Regions from separate parts of the Mus musculus genome. Here region 1 is linked to region 2. Evidence: chromatin contacts called from public Hi-C data. All regions are on one chromosome and are shown on one strand. Each heading gives the region's core, a stretch centred on a gene start, on an enhancer-like site or on the middle of the called end of the contact. The rest is flanking DNA. Distances are from core to core; before and after follow the strand shown.

Region 1 (3,320 bases), core at 208-2,707, 110 kb before region 2:
CACACTATGTGATGGTTAAAAAAGAAGAAGATACAGAGGGCCACAGTGATAATAAAGTATCTGTCATTTGTGAGGATTTGAGTTCAATCTTGAGTTGGATAGTGACACATGAAGGGGACAGTCGCAGGCTGAGCTCTAGATGACTGGCCAGCTGCTCTAACCTGGCCAGTTCCAGGCACAGAGAGATCTCATCTCAGAAAACCAAAGTGGATGGCACCGGAAAGTTGTCCTTCCACAGACACACACACACACACACACACACACACACACACACACACACACACACACATACACTCACACTCACTCACACACACACACACACACTCACACTCACTCACACACACACACACTCACTCACACTCTCTCTCTCACACACACACTCACTCACACACTCTCTCTCTCACACACACACACACACACACACACACACACACACACTCACACTCACTCTCACACATATTCTCTGTCTTTCTTGCTCACTTTCTCTCCCCCCCCCCCCCCTACAATGGAAAGGTAGTATCTTAATAGAGAAAGACACTAAGGAATATTTTTAGGTGAGAAAAAGCTCAAAACTCTGGTATGTTTTATGTTAGGAGGGGAAAAAAATAGCAATTTTCTTTGCCATCTTTGAAACAAATTTTCAAGAACACAAGAAGCTAAGAGACAGGATTCCTTGTAGTTGGGTGGTAGAAAGCACAAGAACTGGGCAAACCAGGAAAACCTGAAACTTTGTGCTACTTCTCCTTAGGACGTTTTACATTTTGAACTACCAAAATCTATTTCCATATAACAATAAATACATAACCAAACATTTTGTCCTTGGAAGAAGTTAGTGACCGGTGCTGGTAACTACACAGCCAAGTGTCTTGATCTTGGGAGAGAGGTTAGTGGCAGGTGGTGGCTCCCGCATACCTTCCCATCTCAGCAGACTTTCTGTCTCCTCTGGCTTTTAAAGATAACCAGAACCCTGGAGGCTCCGCGAGGAATGCCGACCCTCTGGAACCTTCTTTCTGATCTCACCGAGTGATAGACCGATCTCTCCACTGATTTTTTTTTTATTTTTTTATTTTAATGGCTAGATTCTTCCTGTAAATGAAGCATGCACTCCCGCTTCGTGGCGGGATCACTGCGATTTAAGTTTCTGTCTCCTAAAATGTCCGCTCTTACTCACAGTCCTGCTCGGATTAGAACTGTGGAAAACTATGGAACCCCGGGCCTGGCACGGAAGACTCAAGGCCGTAGAAAAGAATTAAAAACTAGACGATTACAACACAGAAGAGAAAAATAATTCACAATGACTAAGTAAGACTCAAAAGCAAGCTATCAGCACATCCGTGAAAGTGCAAAACTCCGGCCAGTGTCAGCCATATCGCTTTTGGCTCACTGACTTAGCAAATGTAGGCGTGAGCTGCTAGAGGGACACAGGGTGACAGAAAGCTTTTGTCTGCACGCTAAAACCCTCACCAGAACGGCCATCTTTCTTGCACACCGTGATTGCACACCGTGATTGAGCTGCGGGAAGCACTAAGGGCTGGTAGTTTTTACAGGAAGACCTTAGAATTTGCTCTCAGTCACGGACAGTCGGGGCTCTGGACATTCATACCTACATTGGCGGGGTCCCAGACAACACAGACAGTGTCACAGAAAGCCCACAGTAGCACATTTCAAAAGGAAAAAAAAAAAGTGACGTAAACACAAAGTGTCAGTAGGCTACTGAGAACGACTAGCTTTGCTGTGATCCGAGTTCTTTCTGAGTTAGCTAGTTATGAAATGAAAACCAATGCGCTGAAATGAACTGTTCTATGCTGCCGTACACACTAGAAAGCAGCAGCCACAAGTTAGACAACACCTTGATTAAAATAATTTTAAAATCCTTATATAAGGATATTAAAAGTAAGCACATTAAACTTTTTTTCTACTTTGCTTTTTAATTTTGTTTTTTTTTTTTTTTTGACTAAGAGAAATTATGATTGTGTGAATTTTATTTTCTTTTGTTTGTATGACTAAGCCATTCTTTCTGCATCGGAGATTAAAATTAAATTATATTTTGTCTCCCTCCATTCTTTGCTTATTAAAATACTGTGTTCTCTGTATTATTAATTTTCACATACATATGACTATCCCTGTTTTTTTTTTCTGTTTTTTGCATGGAGCATGAGAATTTAATTGTAAATTCTGGTTTATCATTATTATTAACTATAAATGATCCCTTAATTTTTTATTTTTGTTTTCAGGCTTTAGTAACTTGTATGTTAGCTCCAGAGATCTTTAAGTACTCAGCCAAGGTAGGTTATTGCGATTGTCCTGGAAGTGTTGCTCTGAGATGCCGGCTATAAATGCACTATATAGGATGGCAGTGGACAGATAACCCCCACTTTAAACCTTGGGAACAGCCTTGGTGTTATTAGAAGTTCTGTCTGTCTGTGACTACTGATCCCAGCCACGGCCAGGCATGACAAAGGTATTAACTGACCATACACCTTTTCAATACTTGGCATCTCTGATGGACAGTCTTAGTTCTAGGGTCCCCACCACCCTCACTATGATTTCTTGACACTGTTGTGACACATCTTCTTAAGGATCCTGGCACACACACTGTTCTGTGTGTAAATGTCACAGCCTGCAAAGGGGCTTTGTCTGTGGACCCCTGCTATGTCATTTCTCCCTTCTTTTTCACAAGTATTTCCCATAGCCGATCTTTTAGACATCTAATTCCTTTTGCTTTCTGGGTACACAGCAGGCAGCTAGAGAAGTTTGAGAAGATAGATGGTAAAAATGAAGTTACGTTAGGAGGCCAGAGTATTCTGTTCAATTGTCAATGAAGAGCCATTATTAAGTAGAACATGGATCATGGCTACTCAGCATAAGATGCTAATATAATTGCCAAAGCTTTCCCGGAGGTTGATTTGATCAAATGTCCTAGAGGAGGAAAGAGCTTTTACAAGTGTGATAATTGGGACTTTTGAAAGTTTCAAGAAGAATAAGGACAGTGAAGAGAGTTCTGTAGACGATGTAGAGGAATTCTGGGCAGTTAACAGCCATAGACTAGGTTTTAAAGCTGCAGTGTCTATTTGGGAACTTCCAGAGAGGACCTCATATCCTGAGATGCAAAAGCAACACAGCTGAGAAGTAATTTCAGGATTTAGTGACCTGAATGTTAGCTCCAGAGGTCTTTAAGTACTCAGATCGGGAACCCACTGAATGTAAAAATATCTTGTCTTTTCCTCATACAGTTCTATGGACATTAAACACGCATGCCGTTGCTTCAGTGAAAGAAAGAAATAACCAGGCATTTGAAGAAAATTTGACATTGATACCTA
Region 2 (3,271 bases), core at 242-2,741:
CACAGCTCAGAGTTCGTTTTGTTTTGTTTTGTTTTGTTTTGTTTTTTCTTTTTTGAGAGCTGGGCCTTTCTTTCTTGTTCTCTCTCTCGGATTTGTGCCGACAAGAGTCATGGCACCTCCCAAAGCTAGCAGCTGCCTGGGCTTCCTGTGGTGTTTCTGTGATGTGCACCCCTTGCCTTCAGATGTGTGATGTTCTGGACAGTGGGGTTGGCCCGCTGTGGTATAGGATGCTCTGGACAAGCCATTCTGGCCTTCAGCTGGAAGCTGCTCTGGACCAAGCAGTGGAGAGAAAGCTAGAGTCACACTCCTTTATGCCAAGACTGTCTTACAGGCTCTGTGAGCAAAACACTTTTGAAAAACCAAAGATTTGCCCCTTACCAACATGTAGGGTGTGAAATAAAATGTGTTAGAAATATAATCACTTTTAAGCTTTTAGCTCTTTACTGGTAGTTTCTTTCCAAAAAATTTGAACTCGTTAATGCTTACTGTAATTGTATATGAAGACACCTTTTGCCTAAATTCTTGTCAGAACTTTTTTATTTATTTATTTTTTACAAAGAAGTATAGCCATGGGATCTTTGTTCTCTGGGCTTTCTGACCTTTAATCTCTTCCCTTCCTTTCTCCCCTTACTAACTCTTCCTCCTTTCATTTCTCTGTCTTTTCCTGTATCCTTCTCTTCTTGTCTCTCTGTTTTCTTTTCATCTTAATTTTTTTGAGACGATGTCCTTAGTTTAGCCATGGCTGACCTTGAACTTGCTACCCTCCTGCCTCTGTGTACGAGGTGCTGGAAGTACAAGCTTTCTCCGATATCCCGGCTTATTCTCTGACTTTACTAAAGTAGTTGTACCTTTCTTCTTTTGTATTTCAGCATTCTGCTTCCCTATGGTGTGTCGTGTTCTTTGGATCTGCCTCACTGCCAAACTTTTTAAAAATGTCCATCTAAGACCTGTTTGTATTTTAAGATTTAATGAGAAGACAGAATTTTCGCATTTGTGGAGACAAATATGTATTTTTTTTTTCAGAAGAGACAGGAAATGGGAAGATTGGGAGAAGGGCACATGAGTGTTCACATTGAACATCTGAATTCGGGGCTGTTTCTATTTTACCTAGAACACAGAGGCTTTGGTACTCGAGCTGGTACTTGTGCTGTTGCTTCCACAGCTTCATCTCCTTAAAGATTGCCTTACTATGCCCTCCGTTGTCCAGGTAGCCATGTTTAGTAATCTGTGGATGTTTAGGAAGGGCTGTCTAACTCAAAAGATACCAATCTAGAGGTTGCTGGGGCTGTGTGAGCGAGACTGAATCCTTTTCACAGAATTAGAAGAGGGATAAAATTTTATAATAGCCAAATTTGAAGAACAAATACACAGGAGGAAGACAAACCAGATAAAAGGTGGAGCTTGTGGAAGAGAGGGCTGAAAAGTCACAAGTTCCTGCTAGGGAGCTCCCTGGAGCTACATTATGGCCTGAACAAAGGAATTGATCACAGCAGGATGTCCTGAGCTCATTTCCCTATGCATGCTCCCTGGCTTGAACTTCTCCAAGTGGGTCTCTGGTATCTACCAGTCAATAAAACAGATGGAACAAACAAAAGTTGGCTATGGATTTGAATATCAGCTACTGTAACTGTATGAACATGGCACTGTACGGTCGTTTTCATGGCTACTGCTCTCAAATAACAATAGCTCAACATAAAATTATCAAGCTCGCTAATGTCTGCAGTGGTTGTTAGGCAGAGAAGAGAACTCAAGCAATCTCCAGAAGCAAATGGTTGCGTCACACTTTTCTACATGGCATGGTGACTGCAGATTGTTAGATCGATGGTGACCAGGGAGTTGCTAGGCAACTTGAAAGACAGGAATACAGAGTAAAAGAGGCTTCATTCTGAGATGAATTATTTGCAATGTTTGTAACAAACCGTGAAGGGCCTGAACATTTTCTAGATTTCTGACGCTAAGATATTGGCCTGCCACCGTTTAATAAATGCTGACATAGACATGTGACTCCTGGGGTCACATAGATGAAAGACTTTATTTCAAGAAGGCAAGGAATGTGAGCTTTATGCTTGCTTTAGGGTTCTTTGCCCCTCACGTCCCACAGGGACCATGGTTGAGTAACCCAAGTGGACGTGTCACAGTTGAGTAATACCTCATCTGGAAGCTAAGTCTTTTACAATGTGCTGTGAGCCAACCTGTGTGATGTGTCCTGGAGAGAGACATTATCTTTGACATACTGGACAGGCACTTGCTCTTTGCTCTGGAGACAAACACTATCTCTGTCTTTCAAGGCTGTTTGCTATCATTATATAAACATCTTTGAGCAGATAGTGAGGGACAAATGCCGTCAGTGCCTCCCTGGCTCTCAGTAAATGAACAAATGACAAACATCCATTATTCCCCCAAATGCTCTTTTCCCAGGTGCTTTATCTTTGCAACCATCTCAAAGGTCGGTTCTTGTTTCTGCTTGCTTGGATACTCTCTTGTAGTCTATATTCTGACTATTTTAAGATACTTTTGTTTTGTTCAACATCAAGAAATTTTTCTCACTTAAGCACAAAGGGACGCTGGTGAGAAGATTCCAAATGATTATTTGAGTTTAAGAAACACCACCAAGCCTAGTGCTGCCCAGGGACGCTTGGTGTGGGGCTGATAGTCATCGTTGATTATCTCCTTTGGTTTGCCTTCTCATCAACAGCTCCACTGTTCTCTCCTCCCAGGCTTAAATTCTCACAAGGGAGAAGCCGAGCACATCAACTTAGCTAGACTTTCCCCCTTGATTTACCCTTATATCTAGAAGGGGTTGGTCACCAACACACAACCCTAGTAAATTTTCTGTTGGAGGGCTGGTTTCGTGGGAGCTTGGCCACCTTCCCAATTGCTCTCTATTATATCTGGATTCGTTTTGATTCATATTTCATTGCTCAGACAAGAAATGAGATTACTGTTTTGAGTTTTATTTCATTTCATTTTTTAAAATCGGTTACGCTCTGACTTGCTTTGTGTTTCATTTTCCTGCCTATCTCATTCTGGGCTTTTTCCTACCTTCTTGGAGTAATGCTGTGAGTGGCTGTTAGCCATTTCAAGGTTTTGGGTGAATTGAAGCGCCCTCTGGAGATGGGAGGGAGATAGGAGTTGTGGCTTTCCCTGAAGGTCTTGTGTGGGGCAAGTAGAAGAAGATCGATGATTTTGTTAACTCCAAGTAGCTAATAGCTAACCATGTAGCTTCAAGACCATTACTTGAGTAGTAAAAATGTTACTTGTAAATATTTGA

The links. Hi-C and Micro-C count contacts between places; a contact is called where the count stands out from the background.
Region 1: a contact with region 2 is called in a Hi-C map of embryonic stem cells, with 1.7 times the contacts expected there. The contact joins two enhancer-like sites. A contact is called at or near these places in 7 of 484 Hi-C or Micro-C datasets (the 3T3-L1 cell line, 3T3-L1-derived adipocytes and embryonic stem cells), 1 of 115 datasets of contacts at active chromatin or transcription factors (embryonic stem cells) and 4 of 9 other capture datasets (adipose tissue, embryonic stem cells, liver and 1 more).

Annotation. Positions count from the first base shown.
Region 1 is chr6:4,657,193-4,660,512 of GRCm38.p6, reverse strand. The region is part of intron 1 of Gm38761 (a long non-coding RNA gene); the gene reads right to left. Among named protein-coding and RNA genes, the nearest start is that of Gm38761, 4.3 kb to the right of the region's middle. Within about 2 kb of position 1,457, at least 5 of the 459 cell types and tissues checked have an H3K27ac peak or open chromatin away from gene starts, as enhancers often do. A contact at or near this core is called in embryonic stem cells, where this site is marked.
Region 2 is chr6:4,548,926-4,552,196 of GRCm38.p6, reverse strand. No RefSeq gene overlaps it. Among named protein-coding and RNA genes, the nearest start is that of Gm33959, 37 kb to the left of the region's middle. Within about 2 kb of position 1,491, at least 24 of the 459 cell types and tissues checked have an H3K27ac peak or open chromatin away from gene starts, as enhancers often do. A contact at or near this core is called in embryonic stem cells, where this site is marked.